2 separate regions of the Sus scrofa genome follow, and region 2 is linked to region 1. A link is a contact called in public promoter capture Hi-C data. All regions are on one chromosome and are shown on one strand. The core of a region is the stretch at or near the end of the contact, and the rest is flanking DNA. Distances in the headings are between cores, read along the strand shown.

The links. Promoter capture Hi-C pulls out the DNA fragments that hold promoters and counts their contacts.
Region 2: a promoter capture Hi-C map of liver shows a contact between it and region 1, with 4 times the contacts expected there. The contact joins the promoter of MAP6D1 here to the promoter of YEATS2 in region 1. A contact is called at or near these places in 2 of 5 promoter capture datasets (fetal liver and liver) and 2 of 47 Hi-C or Micro-C datasets (embryonic fibroblasts and liver).

Annotation. Positions count from the first base shown.
Region 1 is chr13:121,632,668-121,639,846 of Sscrofa11.1, reverse strand. YEATS2 (YEATS domain-containing protein 2) reads right to left here and starts at 2,024. Exons shown (of 31, transcript XM_021069912.1): 1 at 1,795-2,024.
Region 2 is chr13:121,752,420-121,759,434 of Sscrofa11.1, reverse strand. It overlaps MAP6D1 (MAP6 domain-containing protein 1), which reads left to right and starts at 3,953. Exons shown (of 6, transcript XM_021069929.1): 1 at 3,953-4,398. The coding sequence starts at 4,019. It overlaps PARL (presenilins-associated rhomboid-like protein, mitochondrial), which reads left to right. Exons shown (of 10, transcript XM_021069926.1): 10 at 377-701. The coding sequence ends at 488.

The sequences.
Region 1 (7,179 bases), core at 775-3,274:
ACTAATAACATCCAATTGAGTATCTCATTAAAAATTTCATTGGCATTGACAGAGCAAGTCTCCATCTTCCAGAAGTTCTCTCGTGGCTTCCATGACACCAGTCTCCTGCTTTTCCTCTTATGCCACTGGCTGTTTCTTCTGTCCTGTGCTCAATCTTCTTCCTCAACAAGACCTCCAAGCATTAGAGTGCCTAAGCCTCACTCAATTTTCACTTCTCTACCTACACTCTTTCCCTAAGTTATCTCCTATAGTCCCATAATTTTGAATATTGTCTATATACTGAGTACTCTGCCAATCTTTTTTATCTCCAGCTCTAGGCTTTCTCTTGTGGGAGCACCAAACCTGCACGTCCAACTGCCTCAACATACCTACTTCATATTTAGTATACATTCCAAATTTAATAACCCCCAAATGGAACTCATGGTCTCCCCCACCTCAAATTTCTCTTCTCCATTCTTCTCAGTAAATGCCTCCATCTACTCATAGTTGCTCAAAACAATTATCAAAAAGCAGAGTTCTCCCTTTCCCTCACCAATCCATTTCCAAGTCTTGTTCATTCTACCTCGAGAATATCTGTTAATCATTCTACTCTCCTCCATCTCCACCTCCACGGACCTAGTCCAAGGTACTGTAAACTAACTGATCGCCTAGCTTCCACTTTTGCCCTCTTTCTCGGTAGTCAGATTATGCTACTTGCCTTAAAATCTTCAAAGGTTCTCATAAAAACCCAAATCCTAAAAACAGCCTCCCTCACCTGCTCCTATCTTAGAACATTTACAGCCAAATATATGCATGCAGTGATAATATCTCTAGACAGTAAAAACAAGGGTACTTTTCCTCACTTTCTTGCCTGTGTTTTTAAATTTTTCTATGATGAATACGTGCTCCCTGCTTATTAAGAGCAAATTATATTGCTGAACACTACATGCTATTACATCACATTTTACATGTTAATGAGAAAAGGGAATGGAAAATTGTAGTTAAAACTCCTTAACTGTTATAAGCTTAAAAGAAAATACTAGCAAACATATATCAAAACTCTAAGAATGATGTGTCAGGGCTGTAGAATTACTGGTGATATTTTCCTCCTCTACTTGCTATTTTTGTTAACATAATTACTTTCATAATAGAAAAAAAAAAAAGAAAAAGGTTATAATACAAACCTCATTGTTTCCTGCAATCTGGCCACAACCCACCAAACCAGCCTTTCTTCCGAGTACTCATTTTCCCAAGCCTTCCACTCCAACCCCGCACTGTCTCACACCTTTGGTGCTTTAAACTCGGGCATCATCCCCGGAATATCCTCCAACCTTTTTACATCCTGTTCATCCTTCACGGTGGAGGGGAACAGTAGGGAAGGCGACAGGTTGGAGAGAGATTCCAGGATTCTTGCTAATAAATCCACAACTTGCTTGTCCTGGGGCCAAATCTCATCCCCAATCCCATCACAGGCCACCGCGTTTAACACCCTAAAAGCTCCGGCCACTGGGGCTCAAGGGACCGCTATCCCCTGAGACAGTACGGTGCCGCTAAGAAAAAGATATCTCCACACACCCAAATTCCGGGTTCCCGCTTCGGAGACGCCTCCGCCGCACACACTCATCCGGACCCAACCTCCTCCTCCGGATCCTCTCCCCGCCAGTCACCCGCCCCCTCCTTCCCCTCAGCCGGGGGCGGGGGGCGCGGCGGAGTGGGGGAGGGGCACGCACGTGCCCGCGCCGCCCCCGCCCAGACAATGCCCCGGAGAGCGGAGCGCGCGCAAGGCGGTCCCATCCTGCTCCCGCCAACACTCACCCTTTTTCCGGGTCTCCGGCTGAAGCGCAGGCCCCGCCGGGCACCGCGAGAGGGCACGGGGGAGGGGAGGGGGCAGGTCAAGCCCCCGAGGAGCCGCCCCGCCACGAGGCCCCGGCGACCCCAGAACCCGAGGAAGCACACGGCTCGGTGGAGCCCGCCCGGCCCGTTTGGCTCGCACGTCACCAGCAGGGGCGGGGCGGGGCGCGCGCTGCGGCGGCGGCAGCGGCGGCGGCGCGCGCGGTTCCGGAGGCGGAGCTCGCAGGGTTATGGGCGGGGCCGGCGCCGCGGCGGAGCTGGAGCTGACCCAGACTCTCACCCCGCCGCCGCCGCACAGCCCTGCTCGGCACTGCCCCGCGCGGCCACTCTGTCTGGGGAGAATAGTCACGGGTTCTGGTAAAGGCATCACCGTGTATCATTTTACTCCTTAGAGGAAGATAGCGAGTTTCAGCCCAAAGACAGAATATTCGTTCTCCCGGCAATTATGAAGCTAACATAGCAGTAACAGCAGTAGCTATGATTTGTGTGTGTGCTTGTACCAAGCTTTGTGCTAGATATACAAATAGCTATAGTTGTTAACCTATTTTACAGATGCAGAAACTGAGTCTGGGAAAGGTGAGGACTTATCTGGGTCATACAACTAGTAACAATCCATAAAGTATTGTTTGCCGCTTAAATATCTCTTAAGCGCAACCTTGCCTTGTCCTCTCTCTGTCCTACCCTGCCATAGACCCCATCATCTCCCCTCCTGAGGATTCTGTAGCCTCCCATTTGGTCTCCAGAGATTTGTTTCTGTCCCCTTCAATCTATTCTCACTATGTAAAGATTTATCGTTGGATTTACCAAGGTTTAGAGGGAGTTCGCTTTATATATTTTTTTTACTTATGTATATGTTATCAATTTTTGGATGTATTTAATGTTTAATAAAAATGTTTTAAAGGATTTACTCCTGTGTCTCCAATAGCAAGCCCAGTGCACTGCACATAATGCGCACTCAAAAGCTTTTTTTTACATTTTTTAATTATAGTTGGTTTACAATTTTGTGCCAATTTCTGTTGTACAGCAAAGTGACCTAGATATATATATATATACACACATATATATACACATTCTTTTTCTCATATCATCCTCCATCATGTTCTAACCCCAGAGATTGGACTCAGTTCCCTGTGTCATACGGTAAGACTTTTCACTGCCTATCCATTCTAAATGTAATAGTTTGCATCTACTAACCCCAAACTCCCTGTCTATCTCATTCTCTCCTCTCCTTGGCAACCACAAGTCTGTTCTTCATGTCCTGAGCCTGTTTCTGTTCTATAGATAGGTTCATTTTGCCACATATTAGATTCCACATACAAGTGGTAGATGGTATTTGTCTTTCTCTTTCTGACTTCACTTAGTATGAGAATCTCTAGTTGCATACATGTTGCTGAAAATGGCATTATCTTGGTCTTTTTATGGCTAAGTAGTATTCCATTGTGTATATGTACCTCATCTTAATCCATTCATCTGTCGATGGACATTTAGGTTGTTTCCATGTTTTGGCTATTTTCAGTAGTGCTGCTGTGAACATATGGGTGTATCTTTTTGAATTGTAGTTTTGTCTGGATATATGCCCAGGAGTGGGATTGCTATATCATATGGCAGTTTTATATTTAGTTTTCTGAGGAGTATTTGTTTTTCTTTAAATCCCACCCCCCCCGCCTTTTTTGGCTGCACTTCGGCTTATGGAAGTTCCCAGACAAGCTGCAGCTGTAACATAGGCCACAGTTGTGGCACTGCATCCTTAACCCACTGTATTAACCCAATGGATCCTTAACCCACTAAACTCACTTAACCCATTGCACCTGGCCAGGGTTTGCGCCCACACCTTATCATCGACCCAAGCCACCACAAAGACAATATTAGATCCTTAACCCACTGTGCCATATCTGGAACTGCTCAAAAAGTATTTGTTGAATGCATGGGTAGATGAAGAGCTGGGCCAGGAACTTACTCCTAAGCCCTCCATGATAAGGGAATAGAGGGGTTTATAAATGTCACTCTTGGCCTCCTAACTTTCAGGTCTTCTAGGGGTAAAGACAGATTAGCTATAATTGGTTCAACAAATTTTTATTGTTTCTATTCTGTGTCCTGGCACTCTGTGCCAGCACTATATTAGATACTTGGGTCAGAAATGAACAAAACGGTTCCTGAACTTGTGAAATTTGCAGTCAGTCCAATCTGAAAGGCCAGGAAATGACTCCCTGAGCCTTAAGCTAAAACCCAGAGAGAGACTAGAAATTGGAGAGATAAAAATAAATTTCATGGAGGAAGAGGTAGGGTAAGTAGTCAGCCTGAGTGTCTGTGTTGTCCTACTTTGGGGCTTTAACCCTGGACATATCCAGCTAAGTATGGAGGAGACTAGAAGCCCACTTCCCCTGGCCCAGCTTAGAAGGGTGCCCAATTCTAGCAGAAGTCTCACTTTGATTAGAGCTCAGGAGCAGACAGTAGCATTAGGGAGAAAGAGGAATCTGAGGTAGTGTTGCTGCATGTCCATGATTTGAGGATGGTGTGCCAGAAACCCAGACTTCTCTGTATGACTTCTGCCAGGAAAGCAGAAAGTAGCATGGTTGAGAGCCATGGCCAGGGCAGTGGGTACTCTGCCAGGGGCCAGGTGATCCTAAACCAGAGGTCAGGCCTTGTGGTGGATTAATTAGCAGGGAATAGCTAGAAAATGTGGCCAATACCCCAAGGATGGCCAGCACTGAAATGCCCAGCAAGAGCCAAAGTGCCCCCAAGTCAGGTCATAAGAGGAAAAGGGATGGAGGAGTGAGGGTGGGAGGTGAGACATCAGACTCTCAAGGTGCTAAAGCAACATATCATGAGCTTACCAGCCAACAACCTGAACACCTTATACCACCAGGGCCCTGGTGACTAGGAGTGACTAGGCACATGGCTGGAGAGGCCAGGGAGACCCAGGCTAACAGCTCAGAGCTCTGCACACAGATCTGAGACCCCTCTGGCCACTGCCTCAAATCTTCCCTTTGATCCTGCAGACCATCTTGGGAAGGGATGGGAGTGGGGAGGGGAAAGTTCTGATAGGACTGCAATTTTGTTCTTTTTTTTTTTTTTTAATCTTTTTGCCTTTTCTAGAGCCGCTCCTGGGGCATATGGAGGTTCCCAGGCTAGGGGTCTATTTGGAGCTGTAGCCACCGACTATACCAGAGCCACAGCAATCTGGATCTGAGCTTCATCTGCATCCTACACCACCACTCATGGCAATACCAGGTCCTTAACCCACTGAGCAAGGCCAGGGATGGATACTAGTTGGGTTTGTTACTTCTAGGCCGCCATGGGAACTTGCCAGAATTTTTTTTTTAATTGAATGAAAGATTCATTAAATTCTGTAGTGCTTTACAATTTTCTAAAGTTTCACACACAAGATCTCATGTAATCACACAATAAACAATTCCTTTTTTCTCCTACCCCGATTTTACCGCTCCCCTTTCCCTCTCCACACTGGTAACCACTAGTTTGTTCTCTATATCTGTGGGTCTGCCTCTTTTTTGTTTTATTCACTAGTTTGTTTTATTTTTTTATTTTTTATTTGTATTTATTTATTTTTTTTGTCTTTTTGCCTTTTCTAGGGCCGCTCCTGCGGCATATGGAGGTTCCCAGGGTAGGTGTTGAATTGGAGCTGTAGCCGCTGGCCTACGCCACAGCCACAGCAACACGGGATCTGAGCCTTGTCTGCAACCTGCACCATGGGTCAAGGCAATGCCAGATCCTTAACCCATTGAGCGAGGCCAGGGATCGAACCCGCAACCGCATGGTTCTTAGTCAGATTCGTTAACCACTGTGCCATGACGATAGCTTCCAGTTTGTTGTATTTTTTTAAATTCGACATATGAGTGATGTCAAACAGCATTTGCCTTTCTCCGTCTGACTTATTTCACGTAGCATAATGTCCTCCAAGGCTATCCATATTGCTGCAATGGCGAAATTTCATTTGTTTTTTGTGCCTGAGTAGTATGGCAAGTTTAAATTTAGCCCAGTCCTCAATAGGAATGAAAGCCCTCAAGAAAGTTTGCATCATTTAAAGAGAATTAACATAGCCACAGATTTTAAGACATATGCACTCACTGTGTGTATTTCAGTAACAGAAATAAGCTCTATGAAGGAAATGGGCAGGATCCTAAGAAAACACATCACAGGAGGATCACAGTTAATATGGAGGTAGAAAAGCCCTCCCTGAAAAAGTATTCAGTGAAACCTGAAAGCAGTAGGAGCTGTTGGGTCACGGTAAAGCCCAAGACAAAGTGTGAGACAGCCAGAGTAAATTAAGCAAGAGCAGAGCGGCTGGGTTTGGGGCTGAGAATTAGACAAGAGCAAGATCTGGATCCTTTACCTTGAGAACAACAGAAAGTCATCAAAGAGTTCAAGCAGGGGAGTAATGTATTCAGTTTGCCCATTTATTTATCTTTTTGTTTATTTTTTAGGGCTGCACCTGAGGCATATGGAGGTTCCCAGGCTAGGGTTTGAATCAGAGCTGTAGCTGCTGCCTACAACACAGCCACAGCAATGCTCTATCCTTAGCCCACTGAGCAAGGCCAGGGATAGAACCTGCGTCCTCATGGATGCTAGTCAGATTCCTTGCTGCTGAGCCACAAGGGGAACTCCTCAATTTGCCCTTTTTTTTTTTTTTTTTTTTTGTCTTTTTTTTTTTGCTATTTCTTGGGCCGCTCCCACGGCATATGGAGGTTCCCAGGCGAGGGGTCGAATCGGAGCTGTAGCCACCGGCCTACGCCAGAGCCACAGCAACGCGGGATCCGAGCCGCATCTGCAACCTACACTGCAGCTCACAGCAACGCCGGATCGTTAACCCACTGAGCATAGGGCAGGGATCGAACCCGCAACCTCATGGTTCCTAGTCGGATTCATTAACCACTGCGCCACAACGGGAACTCCCAATTTGCCCTTTTAAAGTAGTGTCTTCCACCTGGCATAGGGGTGGGGCGTGATTGGAAGGGTGTGTGAACAAAGAAGCAGCCATGCAGTTAGTTGGAAAGCAATTCGATTATCCAGGTGAAAATGAGGGTGTCTAACATTGGGCAGTGAAGATGGAGGGAAGCAGAAAGATTCAAGAATTGTGGAGAAACTATCAAGAGAGTTGATATCGAACTGGGAGAAGACCAGGGGAAGACAGAAAGGGACTGGCCTCTGCTAAGCCAAATGCGCGTGAGCAAAAGCCACGCTATACTTCAAGTACACACTGCCTGTGCTGGGGCACACAGCTGGAGACTGGATTCCAGGCCCTTTCTTGGCCAGGCCTCCTTGGCAGCATTTACCTGCACACCCCCTGGAGGTGGGCCTGAAGGAGAAGATTAGGAGAAGAAGTGAAGTGAC
Region 2 (7,015 bases), core at 2,704-5,203, 120 kb before region 1:
CGAATTGGAACTTCAGCTGTCGGACTACACCACAGCCACAGCAACACCGGATATTTAACCCATCGAGCGAGGCCAGGGATTGAACCTGCATCCTCATGCATACTAATCAGATTCACCTCTGCTGCGCCACAACAGGAACTCCCTTTACTTCAATCTTTAACATAGTATTAATCTATGTACTAACTTTAATCTATGTATTAAAGGTAAGCCATTGATCTACATTAAATAAACTAAGCAGTTATTTTTTAAATAAGCTGGATAATAACAGTGGCATTCAGTTTTTTAAAATGTTGACCTGATACCCGTCATCATGGTACTTGACATTTGTGTCATACTGTTTGAATATTGGCCCTGGTTTGTTTGTTTTTTTCCCCAGATGGTATATTACTTACGGTCATGAACTCATTTGGAAGAACAGGGAACCTCTAGTGAAAATTTGGCATGAAATGAGGACTAACGGCCCCAGGAAAGGAGGTGGCTCTAAGTAAAACTAGGGTTGGACAACACCGGTGCCTCAGGTCCATGCTGGCTGAAGCCCCAGGAACACATCGGCCCTGGAGTGTCCACATCTTTGCTCCTGCCTGGAAGACACTCAGTATTTAGCTTCTGAGTATTTTAAACTATGTCCCCAGTACATGTCTCATTAAAAAGTGAATTATGACAAAGTTGTGAAATAAAGGTTTATATCTCTAGTTTGTAAACAGAGGGTGTGTGTACTCTTTTGAAGAGCATGAATGCTGCCCTGGGATCTTGCTGTTTGTCGTACGTGTAACGTAGTTTGAGTCCTGAACCTGACAAGCATTCACATGGAAAGGTCTGATGGGAACTCAGAGGTGCTTGTTTTTTAACGATGGCCTTCTTAACATCTCTGCTAAATATTTACTCTTATTTACCCAGCCCTCTCCTTGCTTGGTTGACAGGTAAAAGTTAAGAGCAACTTCTCTCTGGCATGGTCTGAAACAACAGCGGCATTATTTTCTAAAATTTCCCAAGAAAGGTAACATTTTGTGGCAGTGAGCGGCATATACAAAAAGCTATTTTTAGGTTTTGCTTTCTAGGTTAAAGTTGTAGCTAAATTAAGAATTAGTAGGAAGTATCTTGTATAAACTCAGACTTGACTCTGAGCCTAATTTCATCTTATGTTGGGAAATGTACCTTCTTTGAAGTGGCGCATCTTCCTGATGTAGTCATCATCATACAGCTTCACTGTAGCGAAACTGACTTGTCCTCATGATTGAGAGTTACTTTTGGGAAATGCAGTTTGAGAATTTCAGCGTTTTTCTTGAAAGGATTTATAGGAGAGTTTTAAAATCTGGCGCTCTCAAAAGGTCACATTAAATTTTGCACCTTGTACAGGAGGGCTGAGCTTGGGTTGCGGTGGGCACAGCATGGCTCCCTCCTCCCAGGGAGAGGGAGTGGTGCCCACTGCACGTGGTATTGAGAGCTGAATGGCACCACATACCCAGCACATAGGAATTGTCCAGAAATTGGTGGTTCTTATTTTTTCCACCAAGCTGGACTCTTCTCTACTGCAAAGTTCCAGTCATTCTCCCAGGCAGAGGATTCTATTCTGATGTCACTGTGAGGGGAGAAAAATTTTTTAACCCAGCCCTCATTTTGCCAGTAAGGAGCCAGGGCAGTGGTGTGTGGGCGGTGCCCAAGGTCACACTGCTGTGCTTTGTGTTTCTGAATATGTAGTGATGCTAACAACCCTGTGACCTACGGATGAGGCAAGTGGTGTTTTTCAAAAATGGGATGTGAGGCTGTTATCATATGGACATTCCGTATGGAGGCCAAAATGAAATTCCTGTCCTCTGTGGGCAGACCAGGAAAACAGGCAATGAAGACACGGTTCCTCTCCCTGCTTTGTGATGGTTTGGGAAGGAGCGGTTAGAAAGTCACCGTTTTCCCTGTGACAGGCCTTCGGAGGTCAGCACACAGCTCTGGAAGCACAAGCCTAACTGTCCGCAGCTTTGGAAACTGTCCCTGTTGTCCTGTTTGCTTGCTGGGGTATCTTAATTTCTCATCTTGGCTTCTATGCTGACACATGACCACCCCAAGGCCGTGGTCTGCCTGGCTTGTGTGCCCCTCAGCCTGTGCTGCCCCCACTGTCCTCTGAAGTGTGGGGTCCCAGGAGTGCAGCCTTAGCTGTCTCATCTCTCTTCTGCTTCCTGGGGCTTCAGTTATCTCATTTGAGCTCTGGACCCACGGAATGTCTCCATGCTCTCAGTACGTGTCTACGTGCTGGGACCCCACTGCACAGGTACATCAAATACCACTTCTGGCTCAGGTCGGAAACCTGGAGCCATTCTAGATTCCCTCTCCTCTTATTTCTGTGCCTTAAGTCCAATCCCTTGTCTCTAACCTGGACTGTTAAGACTGCTCTCCAATTGCTCTCCAAAATGTCCTTGTACTTTTCCATAGGGCCACAGAACACTCAAAACACTTTAGTCGTTTCCTTTTGTCATCTGTGAAGAACTTAAACTCCCTAGTGTGGCTACCAAGCAAGCCCTCCATGGTCCAGCCTCTGCTGCCTCTGACTGAACCCTTGGCCCCTGGACTCTGCATTCTCACCCGACCCAGCCGCCCTCCCTTGTTACAGGCAGCAAGTCCAACCCCCGGTCCTCCTTCCACTGTTGGAAAGTTCTGTCACACTGGTTTCCGTGTCTGCTGCCCACTGCACTGCAAACCTGAAGGCACCAGCATTACTCTAGGCACACAGTAACTGCTCTCTGTTTAATTAATGGAGAAATCAAAACAAGAAGAGCTGTTCTTTTTTTCCTGCATGATGGAGTGTTTTAGTCACTGATCTCTAGAGTGGCTGACCTGGGGCCTTGGCACCCAGGGTCGCACAAAGGCAGCTTACCTAAGCAGGTGTTCAGTCTCCCAGTGTCCTCAGTACACACGGCTCCTCTTCTGCTGTCTCTTGGGCCATGGCCTGGCTGAAGCAGCTGAACTGCTGCCACTTTGGGGCATTTGTCATGTCACTTTGCTGTGCCTTCAAGCTAAGACAGGCAATAGTTTGGGAGAGGAATCTGTATTCTCTCTGGCAGTGGCTGTACTGCAGTTTTCTGAGGTGCAGTCTGGACACCGTCCAAATGTAGGCTTGAGATGGAGTTCTAGGTGGTTAATGCTGTTTCACTAGTGTTGTTAGTAATTGGTCCGCGGTGCATACTGAAGGCTTATGTCAAACATTCAGGAAGCCTTTTAAGAGTGGCCAGGGAGTTGTTTGATACCCTGTCATGCCTTAAACAGACAGATCTTTAGCCTGGAAGATTCCCCATACTTAGCTCTAGGGAACTTTTTTAACAGCAGCCAAAAATTCGTAGCAGCTTTATAAAGCTAAATCAAGACTTTGTGGCCCATGCCTTAAAATTAGGGATTTTAGACCTCAGGAAATGCCAATGGAAGCTGAATTGGCCTTCACAAATTTGGCATTATAAAGGCTGATTCACACACGCGTTCTCTGGGAAGCGCAGGTCTTCCCTGTGGATCCTCTCATCTCTGCCTCTACCCCTGCTTGCGAGCCCCGTGGTGCAGCCGCGCACAAATCTGGCTGCTACCCCGTCGGCAAGACCACACAGACCCTGGGGAGGCGTGCTGCGGCCTGGGTGCTGGCCCAGGGCAATCAACTAGTAATTGTCGCCAGGCAGCCCTCGGCCTCTGCGAAGCTGGGTCCAATTTATAAAATAACATTTAAGGAATTTCGGATTAAATTACGAAACATTCTTCAAATTGGACACTTGTAAATGCCTCCGGGCGGTTTTAGCCCTACCCCCCACAAACCCACTATGGCTTTGGCACCCCTCCAGTCGCGCTCTCTTCCCTCGCCAAGGCTGCTGCATCCCAGCACACGCGGCCCTGGCCTCTTGGCGCGGTCCCCAGCCCTCCAGCTCCCTGGGTGGCCACCCCTAGGCCAGGGGGCGGAGCTGCGGCGGCGCAGGGAGGGCTGCGGGGGCGGGGCCGCGGGCGGGCAGCGCGGCCGGAGCGCGGGGAGCCGAGCGGCGGCCGGGCCGGCATGGCGTGGCCCTGCATCAGCCGCCTCTGCTGCCTGGCGCGGCGCTGGAACCAGCTGGACCGCTCCGACGTGGCCGTGCCATTGACCCTGCACAGCTATTCGGACCTCGAGATCGAGGAGCCGGGCCCGGGCAGTGCCGCCTCGCGCAAGTGCCCGTCCCCTGTGGGCGGCCGGGACCCCAGCCGGGACGTGCCGCTTACTCAGTACCAGCGGGACTTTGGCGTGTGGACAGCGCCCGCGGGGCCGAGAGATACAGCACAGGCTCGCAGGCCCGGGGCGGGCAGCCGCAGGGTCAAGCCCCCAGCGCCCCCTGGCCGGGGGGTGTATGTGCTCCCCATCGGAGATGCGGACGGAGCTGCAGCGGCGACCACGTCGTACAGGTGAGGGTCAGGGGAGCGCACGGTATCTGGGCCCCATGTCGGAGGGGTCTGAGCCCCGGGAGCCAGGAGCACCAGGGTGGTTAGGAGGGAGGAGGAGCCTGGAGCTCCCATCCCACACACAACTTAAGAGCTGCAGGCGGCCTCTGAGGTAATCCGCTTTGGTCCCTGGCACTGCCAGCGTCTCCTGTGCTCCCTGACCAGACTCACCTCGGTGGGGAGCTCACTGCCTCACTCGCTGGCTTCTCGGGCAGTCCTGTCAGAAATGCTTGCCCTCAACTGAGTTAAACCTGCTTCCCCTTAACTTCCACCAGGGGGGCCCAGCCATAGGAGAGGTGCGCGCAGTCCAGCTGCCTGAGCCAGTGTCTTCTGTTTGTGGTGAGGACCAAGTGCACGGCTTCCTAGTGGGTGGTCCCCTGGGGATCCCACTGAGTGACTGAGGGCAGGCCTATGTGTCCTCAGCTCTGGCCTGGACAACTGAGGGGTTTTGCCCTTCTTATTACAACAGTGATGTGTACTCACTGTAGAAAAATTTGAAATCACAGAAATTATTTTGTGTAGTGTAGAAAATGGGTTTACCCTTCATCCTACCCCAAACTGTTGTTTCTAATCCTTAATATGGATTGGAGTGCATATCTGTTTATAATTCTTCGATGGTTAGATTTGTACTGTACACTTTTTTCATGTCTTGTGTATATAGGTCTGTTACTAGATGTTCTTCTACAACATGAATTTTAATGAGTAGGCAGTATGTCCAAATACTAACCTACTCTCATGTCATTGAATGTTTAGGAATGTTTCTAATTTGGGCCTATTACAAACACTGTTCTTTTGATCTAGTTACTTCATTTCCAGAAATTTTCCCTACAGGTAACCCTGAACATAGGGTGGGAGCTAAGGAATATAAGGTATGTGTTAACACTGTACAGCAGAAAATGGAAACAGTTCCACTATCCTTTAATTATAGCGCTGCCATAGGATGGGCTCTGGGAAACCCAGAATGTCCTGATAGTAGATCTTCCATAGGTACCTGTCAAAAAAAGATGCAGAACCGTATGTCTGCTACTATTTGTGTTTTTAAAGGGGCTGAAATATACATAGCTGCTGAAATAAGTGTAAGATGCCTCTGCATGGATGCGTGAAAAAATGGTAATCTCGAGGGAGAGGAAGAAGGGGAAGGAGTTGTGGATGCTCCCTGGGGGTGGAAGGAGACTGAAGGACTTTTCCCTTTGCTCTTTTGAGCCACTGCTTCAAAAATATGTTTATTACCTTTAACAAAATTTTTTTAGAGAAAAATAATTTCTATGATAAGCATTCTTTGCTTATACCAGTCTTTGCTTATACCATAATTTCTTTAGTATAAATTCCTACCTGTGGAATTAAAGACCAAAAGGTATGAACTTTTCCCTATAATTTTATTACTTTTAAAAAGCAACTGTTAAAAAAAAAAAAAGGCAAATGTATTGAGGTAAAATTTCCATCCATTATAAGTATACAGCTGGGCATCACTACCATAATCAAGACAGGTGGAACATTCCATCTCCCAGAGGTGCCTTCATGGACATGCAGGTTTTAAGGAATTCAGTGGGAGTGACTGTTGCAGGGTGAGGCCTGTGTTCAGGGATGTGTGCTCAAACTGAGCTGCAGAAACGCAGGCAAGGACATTGGGTGGAACAAACACTGAGCCACAGTGCCAGGCCCTAGGCAGGCAGTGGACAGTGCTAACTGATGCATGACCAGACCCTGAACCAGCTGCAGTGGCCTGAGTGGTGATGGGTCTCAAAGGCCAGAAGTCCTGAGTGTGCAGCACCCTCAAATGTGCAGACCCAGGGCAGAGCTGGCAGGGAGAAGGCTTCAGCTTAAGGAAGGGAAGCGCTTTCTAATAACTAGGATTGAGTGTGATGGGTGAGCCTCGCCTGGTGCTGAGCTGCTCACTGGGAGTGTCCAGTGAAGGCTGAGCTTTTAGAAGCAGTCCCTCACCTTTGATGAGCAGATGGCAGATTGAAATGTCTTGCTGGTCCTTCCAGCTCAAGTGATACTAAAGGTACTAGTTAATACTCTTTGGTTAGCATGAGCCAGGCACCAGGCTTCGGGGTTCCCATGTATTGTCTCCCGAAGATGCACACTAACCCTCTGGGATCAGTTCAGTTCTTGCTGTTCCCACTCTACAGATGAGCAACCTGAGTGGCTGTTGTGAGCTCACGCAGAGCAGAGCAGAGTGGAATCTGAGTGTGTCTTACCTAGAGGCTAAACTGATGCCCCCAACAGGTTATCATCCCCTAAGATGCTGCCGCCTCTGGATCAGGCAGTTCCTTGATCAGGGGTGAGCAGATATCGACAAGCGTTGGGACACACTGAGCTCTTAGCTCTCACTCCTGGTGTCTAAGCTTGGTGGATCTCTTGTCCCTCTGACCCTTTCCTCATTTGTAAAGCAGAAATAGTAAGAGCTGGGCTGCCTGGCAGAGACACAGGTCACTGCTGAACTTGGCTCCCCCAGCACCATGCCAGCTGACTTCTGGGACCCTCTACCTCCTGGCTCTACTACTGACATGAGCGACTCCATCCCGCTTGCCTTCTTGAAAGATGCTCACAGGGAACCTAAGAGATCATAGTACTGTGG